2 separate regions of the Mus musculus genome follow, and region 1 is linked to region 2. The links are chromatin contacts, called in public Hi-C maps. All regions are on one chromosome and are shown on one strand. The core of a region is the stretch at or near the end of the contact, and the rest is flanking DNA. Distances in the headings are between cores, read along the strand shown. Region 1 overlaps Csgalnact1 (chondroitin sulfate N-acetylgalactosaminyltransferase 1). Region 2 overlaps Csgalnact1 (chondroitin sulfate N-acetylgalactosaminyltransferase 1).

Region 1 (6,415 bases), core at 285-2,784, 200 kb after region 2:
CAAAGACTCCTTTGAGAATATTCATTCAAGCCAGCAACAGAGCAAAACATATGGTCATGGCTTGGTTAGGTCCATAAGTGATTCAATTGCTGGTTTGTCCCATTCTCACATCACAGCTTGCAAGGAGACAAGCTACCAAGTCCCCATAGCTTTGATTCTTCCTCCTTAAGGAATACTTCTAGGAAAAGTTCCTAATTAACCAGCTTAAGCTATGTCCCTGGAAATGATCTGTGACTTCTGGCTTAAAATATTAAAAACCTCAGAGAAAGCTATAAATTAATGTAATTGTCTCTGTCATTCTATAAAATGCATAATTGAAAATTAACACAGCTTGACTATATCTAGGGACTGGGCAGAGTTTATAGTCCATGTACTAGGAAATAATTACCATTCAGTAAGGCTGTGGCAGCCTAACCTCTGGTTTGCTTTATAGCACTTACCATGAGGCAGTAAGAGCATCTCTAAGAAGGATGGGTCCCTTAAAAGACAAGGATCAGTTTAAGGATTATGTACTTGGAGACAGGAAACACACCAAGTTTACCACCAAGACTTCTCCAGAGGAAGGAGGGAGAGCAAACAGTCCGGTTATCTGGGATATTTTATTCCTTTTGTTTTAAAATAATCTGAAGCAGAAAGGACTTAACACAAGTATTTATTAAGTTCAGGAAGGGGGAGGTGAGTGCCTGTTGTCTTTCTCTCTGTGCTTTTCTGTAGGAAAAAAATATCCAAGAAGAGAGAGCATGTTTTGAAGGAGGGAGATGCTTCATTTAACATTTCTTGTAAAATGTGTTAAATCGGGTAGGAGGCCTATAATTACTTCTTCACAGTGCAGTTTGCCAGTTTGAGAAGCAATTCTCCTGAACTCATCCTCAGACTTTGTTCTGTTTTATTAATACTGGAGAACCAACTGGAGTGCTGTTAAATGCTTTCCAGGTTGCCCAATGCATAGATCCCTCCCTTATTCTGTTTCTATGCTCTCAGGTAGAATATGGTTCCTGGAAATAGTAGTTATTATAATAGATAGAGAGAAATATCGTCTTAGTCCCAGAGGACTTTAAGGAAAACTGGCTCTGTAGCCTCTGCTTCTTTCAGCAACTGCCAGTGTCCAATAGGTTGAGACCAGACTTTATGTAGTCCTTTTCCTTCTTAATGTCTGTTTTATAGCATAAACATGTCCCAGAAGCTAACCGAACTTTAGGTTCTTATAGCCCTGTAAAGGATAGCTGACAGTCCTCACATTTAGTCTAATCCCAATACGAGGTAAATTGTCATCTGGTAACACAGCTGAGTTGTATTCCAGGGAATAAAAAAAGAGGTGGGAACTGTTTTTGGAAACTCATATTTTTACCCAAATGTGTTTATCAATCAATTTTATAGCAGTCATAGATATTTCTCTCTTTCACAAAGGTGTGTCAGAGAAGAAGTAGAGAAAGAATTCTAAGCAACTCAGTAATAAATTGCACAAGAGATGGCTACTGTGATGAAATCCAGTAGATTGGATCCTGTGTGCTGATTGACAAGAAGTGGTGTGTGCTGTGGCTTCTATTTAAAGAAATGAACACTGCCAAATAAAGCTAAACCTTATCTGGAAGCTTTTACAGCATAAACCCCAAATCAGCAATACTAGCACACTTAAAAATTCATATTTTTTCAGAATCTTAATTGCTGAATGTGTCATAAGCTATAAAAAGAATGAACATGGAAGAAAAAATACTGCCTACCACCCTGCAGATTAAATGGCTGATTGCAGGGTCCTGGCAGGCTTCTTGGGGCTGATTCTGTGTGGACCACACTGAGTGCTTGGAGGCCAGGCTAACACACTGCCATGGCCACAGGCATTACTCTCTTGTTCCTTGCTGTGAGATATAATATTCCTCAATCTAGAAAAGGATAAATTAACCATGTATAGTGTCATTGATCTCCCAGATGCTATCATGAGACTCACTTTCCCAAAACCTTGTCTCTGAACCCTGATGGAGGTACTAGCCCCCAGGACAGGGAGCAAGCTATGAGCACAAGGACAGAGCACACGGTGTTGAAGTTAGGATCAAAACTCACAAGTCCAAGACCAAAACTCATGCTTCTTCATGCATTCTCTACTTACACAAGGGGCGCCATGCCTAAAGGTTGTATTTGTTGTAGTGTGATGTTTGGATAGATGCAAACAATTGTAAGTTTATATTATGTGTGTGCATGCACATGTGCACATGCCTGCACAGGTCCTCACACACATGTATGTATGCATGTGTATAAGCCAGAGGTGAATAGTAAGCAACTATTCGCTTCAATTTTTGAGACAGCATCTCTCTCTAAACCTCGAGTTCTCAAATTTGCAAATTTGAGGTTAAGCTGGTCATTTGTCTTTTTGTACATTTATTATTTCTCTGTGGAGAGGACATTCAGAATTCTGTAATCCTGTGAGGTTGCCAAGGAGCAGGGGGCAAGTTAATGCTGAGACCTGCCCTCTATTATACTTGAGGCAAAATTGTCAGCCTCATGAATAGTCAGCTCACTGTTTGCCCAGCTTTGCTCACTGTGAAGCTGGGGAGGAAGCCCTTTCCAGCTCTTTCTGTCCACATCTCCAAATGTAAGTTAAAGTTTCTCTTTATTGTTTTACCCGTCTCTCAACCAGCAACCATCCTGCTTATCTACAAATATCAAAAGCCATCTTAAAGAGTACCCATCTGGGAGAGGGCTCAGTGGATAAAGTACTTGGGACACAAGCATAAGGCTCTGAGCTCAGATGCCCAGATCTGTGTACAAAGCCACGTGCATCAGTGAACATTTATAATCCTATAGCTAGGGAAGCAGAGATAGGAGGCTCACCAGCCAGAAATTTTTGATTCTAATCCAGGGTTTCTACCCTGCCTTTGATGGTTTGGTTCCTGGATAAAAGACACACACACAACCTTTATATTACAATAAGCCATAATCAGCACTAGAGCTGGGCAAGCATCGACCCTCTATGCTATTAAAGTCTATTTCCTATCAATAACTCTGAGTTACTACTTACTACATTTCATCTGGGATGCTTTCTTTCTTTCTTTCTCCCTTTCTTTCTTTCTTTTAACATGGGCCAATTTGGGGTTTTTTTTAAGCAATTTTTATTAGATATTTTCTTCATTTACTATTCAAATGCTATCCCAAAAGTCCCTTATACCCTCCCCCCACCCACCCTGCTCTCCAACCCACCCCCTCCCGCTTCCTGGCCCTGGTATTCCCCTGTATTGGGGCAAATTATCTTTGTAAGACCAAGGGCCTCTCCTGCCAATGATGGCCGACTAGGCAATCTTATGATACATATGCAGCTAGAGACATGAGCTCAGGGGGTACTGGTTAGTTCATATTGCTGTTCCTCCTATAAGGTTACAGACCCCTTCAGCTCCTTGGGTACTTTTTCTACATCTTCCATTGGGTGCTATGTGTTCCATCCAATAGATGACTGTGAGCATCCACTTCTGTATTTTCCAGGCACTGGTATAGCCTCACAAGAGTCAGCTATATCAGGGTCCTATCAGCAAAATCTTGCTGGCATATGGAATTGTGTCTGCGTTTGGTGGCTCATTATGGGATGGATCTCCATGTGGGGCAGTCTCTGCATGGTCCTTCCTTCTGTCTCATCTCCAAACTTTCTCTCTGTAACTCCTTACATGGGTATTTTGTTCCCCATTTTAAGGAGGGACAAAGTATCCACAGTTTGGTATTCCTTCTTCTTGAGTTTCATGTGTTTTGGAAATTTTATCTTGGGTATTCTAAGTTTCTGGGCTAATATCCACTTATCAGTGAATGCATATCATGTGAGTTCTTTTGTGGGTTACCTCACTCAGGATGATGCCCTCCAGATCTATCCATTTGCCTAAGAATTTCATAAATTCATTGTTTTTAATAGCTGAGTAGTACTCCATTGTGTAAATGTACCACATTTTCTGTATCTATTCTTCTGTTGAGGGACATCTGGGTTTTTTCCAGCTTCTGGCTACTATAAATAAGGCTGCTATGAACATAGTGGAGCATGTGTTCTTATTACCAGTTGGAACATCTGGATATATGCCCAAGAGAGGTATTGCTGAATCCCTCAGTAGTACTATCCAATTTTCTGAGAAACTGCCAGACTGATTTCCAGAGTGGTTGTACAAGCTTGCAATCCCACCAGCAATGGAGGAGTGTTCCTCTTTCTCCACATCCTCGCCAGCATCTGCTGACACCTCAGTTTTTTATCTTAGCCATTTTGACTGGTGTGAGGTAAAATCTCAGGGATGTTTTGATTTGCATTTCCCTGATGATTAAGGATGCTGAACATTTCTTCAGGTGCTTCTCAGCCATTCGGTATTCCTCAGTTGAGGATTCTTTGTTTAGCTCTGAGCCCCATTTTTTAATGGGGTTATTTGATTTTCTGGAGTCCATCTTCTTGAGTTCTTTATATATATTGGATATTAGTCCCCTATCTGACTTAGGATTTGTAAATATCCTTTCCCCATCTGTTGGTGGTCTTTTTGTCTTATTGACAGTGTCTTTTGCCTTACCTAAGCTTTGCAATTTTATGAGGTCCCATTTGTCGATTCTCGATCTTACAGCACAAGCCATTGGTGTTCTGTTCAGGAATTTTTCCCCTGTGCCCATATCTTTGAGGCTTTTGCCCACTTTCTCTTCTATAAGTTTTAGTGTCTCTGGTTTTATGTTTTCCTCCTTGATCCACTTAGACTTGAGCTTAGTACAAGGAGATAAGAATGTAGCAATTCGAATTCTTCTATGTGATAACCGCCCATCTGGGATGCTCTTAACTTCAACTGGCCAGCCCTTGGGACCATACTTTCTTGACCCCCTAACCCATGGCGTCTTCCCCTTCCTCCTTCGCCTTCTTCTCTTCTCCTCATGGTCCCCTCTGACCCCAAGCCTGGGAACCCTAAATCCTGCCACATAAATTCTGCCCAGTTATAGGCTGTAGCCATCTTTATTTACCAATCAGAAATAACTTGGGTCAAGGTCACAAAGTGTTACTTAGGTCTACATTCAGACTCCCTAGTCTCCTGGGAAAAGGTCTTGGGGGCCTGCACTTAACATTACAATACACAGCAAAAGATCCAAACTCAACACTGTCTAACAAAATTTGAGAACTTGACATTTAGTGAGAGACCCTGTCTCAAAAATTGAGGTGAATAGCCACTGAGGAGATGCTTAGTATTCACCCCCTGGCTTATACACATGCATACACACATGTGCATGGGAACCTGTGCAGGCATGTGCATCTGTGCACATGCACGTGTGTGTGTGTGTGTGTGTGTGTGTGTGTGTGTGTGTGTGTGTGTGTGTGAGAGAGAGAGAGAGAGAGAGAGAGAGAGAGAGAGAGAGAGAGAGAGAGAGAGAGAGAGAGAGGATAACCCATCCATTTAAACTATTCCTCACCTTCAGGTCAGACCTCTTTCCTATATGCCTAGTACACTGCTTAATTACTCGTTCTTTGTACAGGGTTTGTCCTGTCTTGAAGGTAATCTATGTCTAAATATGTTTCAACTCATTTAAGAGACTACAAGGTCCTCCTGTCATGTCAATCATGGTTTATTATTAAGTAACTGTTATAATTATCACCTTGTATTTTAAGCAAAGTAATTTATTCTGCAATAATAGTACACTTTTCTTTTAAAGGATTAAAATTTCACATTCACAGTTTCTTACATTCTCATCCCACTCCACATACCCAAATAGCACTGGAAATAAAGATTAACGTAAGCCTGCTTATAGCATTCATCTTCAGAATACAGTCATAATTATATGCAATTACTGGTCAGCAGCCCTATATTAAATCTTTCATTCTCCTCTTTGCTACTTTGTGACTTCAAGCAAATGACTGAAACTTCTAAGCTTCTGTGGGGATAAACTGAGGGAAATTAATAATTCACAGGATTACTGTAAAGATTAATTGAGATAATGTACATGCTAAGCACCGTGCAGAGGTTTTCTTTTTTTGTATAAGTATCATTTAAAAATAATTGCTTTTGGCAGAGAGTAGGAAGAGGAAAGAGGAGGAGAGTATTCACTGAGTCCCTGTACAATGCTCAGTGTTCCTCCACTGTCAGTATATGTTCACATCCATAACGTAAAAGCTTACCACACAAGATGGAAGCCCAGGGATATTCTAAGGCTGTGAGTACCTGCCAGGCCACCTGACTCTGCTCTGTGAATGCATATGCGCATGCACTTTTAATTTAAATTTGGGGTGTTTAGTTGGTTGGTTGGTTGGTTGGTTGGTTGGTTGGTTGGTTAGTTTTTGGCTTGGGGTTTGTCTTGTTGTGTTTTGTTTTGTTTTGTTTTGTTTTGTTTTGTTTTGTTTTTTAGACAGAGTCTCTCTTATCTCAAGCTGGCCTGAAACACAGTAAGTAGCTGAGGATGTCCTTGAATTGAACATATCATCACACAG
Region 2 (6,988 bases), core at 827-3,326:
ACCTGTTTATTGTGTGATATGGACTCAGTATGTCTCCCATAGGATCGTGTTCTGGAAGCTAAGTTCCACTGTAATAGTGAGATGGCGATAATTTCCTATAGAAGGGCACAGGGCACAATCATAGAAAGAAAGTAATTTAGTTCTCTCAGAACTGAGTTATTTCCTCAGAGAAAGATGATCGTGTGTATGTGTGTGTGTGTGTGTGTGTGTGTGTGTGTGTGTGTGTGTGTGTGAGTGAGGCGGGGCAGGAGGGAGAGGGAAAGAGAGAAACAAAGGAAGACAGACAGAGACAAAGAAATAAATACACAATATATGTGTGAGTGGGTGTATTATGAAACATAAGCCTGAACTTGTTCCCTGCTACTTCTTTCACTGTGTGATCTCCCTTTCCTACCCCAATCTCTCTCCTTTTCCCTTTCTCTTGATGTTTCTTCCATGTACATCTAGCCAATGCCCAAATCCAAATTCTAGGTTTCATAACCACTTTTAGATACCTTATGAACCTCCATAGTATCTGTTAACCTAATCTTTGCTACATGTAATAATCCCACATATTCAGGGTGGTGTATTTCTAATGTATTTGACTGGTAGGAATGGACAGACCTCATCATATGTGGAAGAGAAATATAATGAGTCTTTATGTCCACAGAGAGCTCTCTAGCTTAGGACTGTACTTGTCCTTTGATAGGAATGAAGTAGAATGTTTCCGGGGAAAGGAGTAGACTCTTTGAAAACTATATCAGAGAACACTTGTTATTAAGAATTTATTTCTTAAGATGAAGGGTGAGTCTATGGGCTTGTCATCCTTAATCGAAAGTATTAAAAATGAAAATTTTAACAATACACTCATAGAAAGGATACAACTGAGCTGTCCAATATGGCTGGGAAAGAGTATAGAAGGGGCTGGAGCTGAGGTAGAGTATGTGAAGGAAACAAAGACAATGAATATGAAAATATTTTGAAGTAGTTTAGCTCCAAGTATATGTATGTGTGAGAGATAGTCAGGGGTGGGGGAGGGAAGAGTAGCAAGGAAAAAAATAAAAAAGACCATGGAACAGGCAGATGTCTGCCACACTGGTATAGGTAGGAAGTCTGTGGAACATGGTCTTTGCAAAATATCAACTCTCCCCACAGCTCCCCATGTCTTGCTCAAAATTGGTGCGGGTGGGTAGGATCTGTCACCTTCTGCTCCTAGGGAGGCAGGGAAGAGGACTCAGTAGGTAAATCACTTGTTGGGCAGCAGCTAAAGATCTCAGTTCAGATCCCAGAACTCACACAAAGCAGGATATAGTTGTAGGTACCTGTGATCTTAATACTCCTAATGTAAGAAGGAAGTGGTGGAAGGGATGGAATTCCCAGAAACCAGCTAGCTAGCTAGGCTGGTATACACAGTGATTTAGAACTTGAGAACACATCTTAAATAAGGTGAAAGGCAAGGACCAATATCCTAGGTTTTCCTTTTACCCCTATATGTACATCCACATTTATACAGAGAAATGCAAATGTCTACACATACATACATACATACATACATACATACATACATACATATATACATACATACATACAAAGATAAACTGTAAAATGTTTGAGCACTTAACACTTAATCATTTCTGCAACCATTTTATCATTTATAAGTGTCAAGAATAGAAATGGACAAAAAAGATCATACTGTAAAAAAATGTTTGTTCACTAACCCTCCCCTGACTATAGATACGTATGGTTTCGAAGTATCTATAAGCTGTCTTATTAATTATTGTAGAAAAGTAGTAGAGTTTGTACTTAGGATTTGCTCTCTGCACTTATAAATTATAAATGATGATAAATAAACATTGCTTCCAAGAAGCAAAGCAGAGAAAAATCAATTACCCACAAAGTTGGTAAGACTTCACATCTCACTTCAAAGATATTCTAATGAGAAAAGAGTAACTGGGAAGAAGCCACATGCAATGAGGGGGAGATGGTGTTCAACATTTTACTGCATCCTAAAATTGGAGAGCTGCTGCTTCTAGAATAATGTTGCTGAGCCTCAGCCATGTTCTCTGCCACTCCCCAGAGCAAAGCCCATCACACAACAGATTACCAGCTATTCTCTAAGCCCAAACGGCAGCAGGAGTGCCTAAGAATGTGAGTCATGGGTACTGACAAAGCTGTCACGTCCTATTACAGAAAACTGCAATGATAAATTAAAAAGAATAAAGACCTTAGACTCATTTCAGAGAGCTCAAATCCCCTCGCAGATGAGACTACTCACTAGCTCATCACGACATTCCAGAAAAGGAGGCAAGTAGCCAGCATCCTTATCTTAGAGATGGAAAGGCTTAAACCCCAAAGCACACGCCTTCTAGATTATTATAAAACAATTAGCTAATTAATCCATCTGCTAGAATTTTCACTGCTTCTGCACTTAATTTAAAAGCAAATCTGGGCCAAATGGAAAAGGCGTGCTATGCTCACCAGTTGTCTCTGGATGGATGAAGAAACTCCCAGACAGGAGGTTGAAAACTCAGTTTGGCAGTAACTGGGACAGCTTTGAGTGGACCCTTACATGTATGTATAAATGTTCTTTTATTTGGAAAAACAATGTCAAAGCCTACAGTTCAATCAAATATCTATGTCACATTCTGGCCAGCTACCACTTAACAACTAAATCACATTGGCCAGTGCCACCCTTTTCTACTCTCAGCCTCTCAATACAAATTAAATGAAGGCGGGATCTCACGCATCCAAGAGAGTCTCAGCTGTCTCTCCTCATCACATCTTACCAAGGTGAAATGTTATGTGATCTCTGAATTCTCTGAAGGAAAAGAACTTGATCTTCCACATGTGAATTGAGCTTGGTCCTCACACGCTGTAGGCATGGAGCAGACCACTGATCCTATCCTGTTTTATGTACTCGCTGTAATCCACTGCTACCTTCCTGTCAGATCCTGACACTGTTATGCCAGTCAGAGTCCAGTGATGGGCTTCATGACTTTCCATCAGAAAATAATCAGGTTTATTCTGCCTCCTTTTCACTTCCTTTTGTACACACAGGCTCCTGGATGTATGTAGAAGACAGAATCCTTCTGAATCTTCCAACTTCCCATAACCCACTAGAGCTTTTCTTTTTCTTTTTGGAAAGATGGTCCTGACATTCATAGTGTATCAGGACTGTTGTGTGTTGGGACTTCTATACTAGTTTGTCATCTTCAGTTTGTCAGAAGGCATGGGTCTTTTGTGTTGCTGCTTCTCTCCTTTCCATCTTTTTGAAATATGAAATGGTTACAATCAGAGTATTGTTGCGATGTAGAGTTTAAAATAAACTTGTGTTGAACCAGACATAGCTGCTTTATGGTGGGAGAATCCATCCTCCCTTAGGAATAATAAACAACAGTTGAAGATTGCTGGGAATTAGAACATATAAGAATGGTATAAAAATAATTTCCATACCACGAAGGCCTATTATCTTCTGTCTCTTTCCTATCTATCTCCTTAGACATTTCTCTGCTGTATGTTCTGACGACTGGCCTTCCCACTTCTTATGTTCCTTACTTCTGCCTTTGTTTTTCTGAGTTACAACTTCAATGATGAATTTTCAGAAAAACAAGTAACTGGAAACCCCTCCTGCTGACAACCAAACTCCTTCCAACTTGGCCTTTCCTTCACCGCCCAGTCCTATTTCCTACCATATCCCAGCCATCAGTAGGAACCCAGAGCCAAAGGGTTCCGTCTCAAACCCTAGGAAAGATGGCATAGGAAATGAGGTGTCACCTTGCATGCCTAGCATCTGAACCATGTGAGTAACAGGAGAGTATTCACATAGATGAGCTATTATATAGATATAGTGTCTATCTAAACTATATCTGACCTGAACATGGGTTCCTGTCAGTCACCCCATGGTACTTAGCCATTTCTGTGATCATGTTGTAATGTTTGCCTTAAGTACTCTTTTTTTTTCTTCACTTTTAACATTTTCTCCTCTGAATCCTCACCCTATCCTTTATTACATTAAATACCAAGGTATTTATAAACATTTGCTCTATTTATATCCTACTTAGTCATAAAGTACTGTGATTTTTATCTTATTCATGACTCATATCATATATGTTTATATTTTCGTTGCTGTTTCTGCTGTTTGTGTTTCTGGGGAATGATCCCAGAGCCACCACAGCCTAGGTAAACCCACTTCTTCTGAACTACACTCTAACTTCAACACACTCTCTTGCACTTTCTATCCTTATAAAAGAGAAGGAGGTCTTGGAGTACAAGGAGTGGATCTTGTTCATTTGGAGCATGCACAGTAGACTTATGCTCGGCTTCAATTTGTCAAATATCCACAATATAATAATTCTCCCTGCTTTGGAGCTGCAAAGATCCTTTCCTGTAAGAAGGCACCATCTAATTGGGGAAAGGAACTGGATTCATGATAAGGAAAGGTTAGGTAAAACATCTTCAAAGGGCCAAAATGATAAGCCGTTCAAAACTATGAGGGCATGAAAAGAAAATTTTAAGTATGCTAGCAAAATGTATGTAGCCTTGCCAAGTTTCCTAAGTCCTCTTTTGCTGTGATGGATACCAACTCCATTGCTCTAGGTGCCCAGATGTAAACACGTGGTCTTCTTTTCAAATAAATAAATAACACTGAAGGGGTTGGAGAGAGGGTTCACTGGTTAAAAAGCATGTACTGTTCTTGCAGAGGACCTCAGTTGGGCTTCCAGCAACCATGTTCAATGACTCAGAATCAATTATAACTCCAGATCCATGAAGACCAGATGTGTGCCTCTGGACCTGTACATGCCTGTGCTTGTATGCACCTACTCTCCAAACCCATAAACTTAATTAAAAATAAAAATTCATATTTTAAAAACTGACCCCGAGAAGGCATCATACCCAGTGATTTAAGAAAAAGAATAAACATTGCAAACAGCAGATAATTGGATTTAGCACTAAGCTCCCTGGGAGTATAATGAAGAAGAAAGTTTCTTGAGGATCAAGCACCTGCCCCTCCCATTGCTGTGGACGGTGATGTCAAAACAAGGACAACAACACACCACGATGACCCCACAGAAGCCATTAAACCAAGGTCTGGGGAAAATTAAATGAAATGCACCAAAAGCTATTTCTTGGAAAGTCTAAAAGCAGAAGGAACAGAAAATTGAATCTGAAATGAAAAAGCCCCAAGTGACCCAAACTCTTTTCACAATGTCAAAAATGCTCAGGGAATGACAATTAAAGGGAGCATGAGAATGCCCCAGAGATTCAAACAATAATCATATGCAGTTTCTTAGAATGCTTCTATACTGGATGCTGTTTTCTTCTGTGCAGACCAAACAAGGAGAAGCTGTAATCTGAACAGTTCTGGTAAGTACAGTGATATGTTGTGGGTTTCTGTTGCATGTCTCACTATTGCCCCCAGAAGTAGTCAATACTCAGAAAACTGCAGAAGCCTCTGACACAGTATAAAGGTGCTGCTTGGTTTTAAGTCAGTGGGGAAATAGAATTGGAAATTAGAACTAGAGGAGCCATCGCATGGAACACAGCAAAGGCTCACACCATCTGTGCTTCAGGAAGGAATGGGCAAAAAGATATGTTTATCATACATTTTAAGGTTTTAACATATTTCCAAATTATAGCCCTCAAGGCTATTACTGGCTTGTGGATTGTACCAAAAAATAACTTTAAAAAGTCATTGTCTCTCATGTTTAATTTTATGGAATAACTTGTGAAGTTTCTTAGCTCTCTAGAGGCTTTCAAGAGAGGAGGAAGGGGAGGAGGAGGAAGAGAAGGAAGAAGAGTAGAGGGGGAGGGAGAAGAGAAATGTTCTTCCAGCACCTTAGAGGATTCGTTCATTAAAGAAGTTGCCAGTTAAAACACATTCAAACCCAATGGCCTGGGATAACGTAATAACCTGCAAATTCTGCCCAATGGCATCAGTGAGCCATGGAGTGAGAGTTGAGCCATAGAGAGAGAGTTAACTGCTTAAGAGTGAAATGATCTCCTTGAATGTATGATTCATCAGCTGAAGACTCCTGATTAAAAGCAATGCATGTAACAAATATACATGTTCTCCTTTTTAAAACTATTCTCTCTGTTAAATAACCATCTATACTAACAGCACAATGTTACACCTTTGAAATAACTTAAATCCTAGTCGATGGGCCCATTCACAGTTGAAAAGTAGAACATTGGGTTATAATAGACAAAAACTATGCTCTACTTACATACAACAATAAGACAGTGAACTCTGACATTTAACCTCTCACTGTAGCTTTCAGTGATAACAAGCTGCAGATGCACTATCACATGGTCTCACTTAAAAAAAGAATAAATGTCATAAAACTCATAATGCCCACTTGTGTTTGAAACCCTCAGATAAACAAGAATACAGGATTTGAAATCTTAATTTGAACAAACACCTACAAAACCCCTACAACTAATATTACTTATATTGATGCTGAAATACTGAATGCCTTTCTCATGAGATTAGGAATCGAACAAAAATATACATTTTTCTAACTCCTACTAGCTGTAGAAGATGATCTGACTGGTTAAAAAATAGCAAAGAAAGGAAATGAAACATATGCAAAATAGAAGTGAACAAATTAAAGTGTCAGTATTTGTAGATGATATAATTTTCCAAGAACAAATAGGTGATGTCAGAAGAGCCAAAAGAAACAATATCCAAAAATCAATTGCAATATAAATGTGCTAATTTGGATAATTATAATGATCTGTGTAGGTTTATTAACTTCTGGCCTGCAGTGTTGTAGTGTGGAGGCTGTATACTAAGGAGGGGTAGAGGTAGGTGAGATATAACTCTACCTTAGTTTTCTCTGAACTTAAACAAAGGGAATTACCCAATTATACTTCCATGTACTACTGATAAATACATGAGACATTAAAATACAATGGCACAATTACCTTCAAAACATATGATATATGTGCTGAAAACACAAAAAGTTGATGAAATGATTCAATGATGTATATAAATAAGCTTATGGAAGAT

What was found. A called contact is a pair of places that touch in the nucleus more often than the background predicts.
Region 1: a Hi-C map of cortical neurons shows a contact between it and region 2, with 1.6 times the contacts expected there. The contact joins two enhancer-like sites. A contact is called at or near these places in 2 of 15 datasets of contacts at CTCF or cohesin (the NIH/3T3 cell line and large pre-B cells) and 3 of 484 Hi-C or Micro-C datasets (cerebral cortex and cortical neurons).

Annotation. Positions count from the first base shown.
Region 1 is chr8:68,686,432-68,692,846 of GRCm38.p6, forward strand. All of the region lies in intron 1 of Csgalnact1 (chondroitin sulfate N-acetylgalactosaminyltransferase 1), which reads right to left. Among named protein-coding and RNA genes, the nearest start is that of Csgalnact1, 46 kb to the right of the region's middle. Within about 2 kb of position 1,535, at least 20 of the 459 cell types and tissues checked have an H3K27ac peak or open chromatin away from gene starts, as enhancers often do. A contact at or near this core is called in cortical neurons, where this site is marked.
Region 2 is chr8:68,482,130-68,489,117 of GRCm38.p6, forward strand. All of the region lies in intron 3 of Csgalnact1 (chondroitin sulfate N-acetylgalactosaminyltransferase 1), which reads right to left. Among named protein-coding and RNA genes, the nearest start is that of 1700125H03Rik, 120 kb to the left of the region's middle. Within about 2 kb of position 2,077, at least 12 of the 459 cell types and tissues checked have an H3K27ac peak or open chromatin away from gene starts, as enhancers often do. A contact at or near this core is called in cortical neurons, where this site is marked.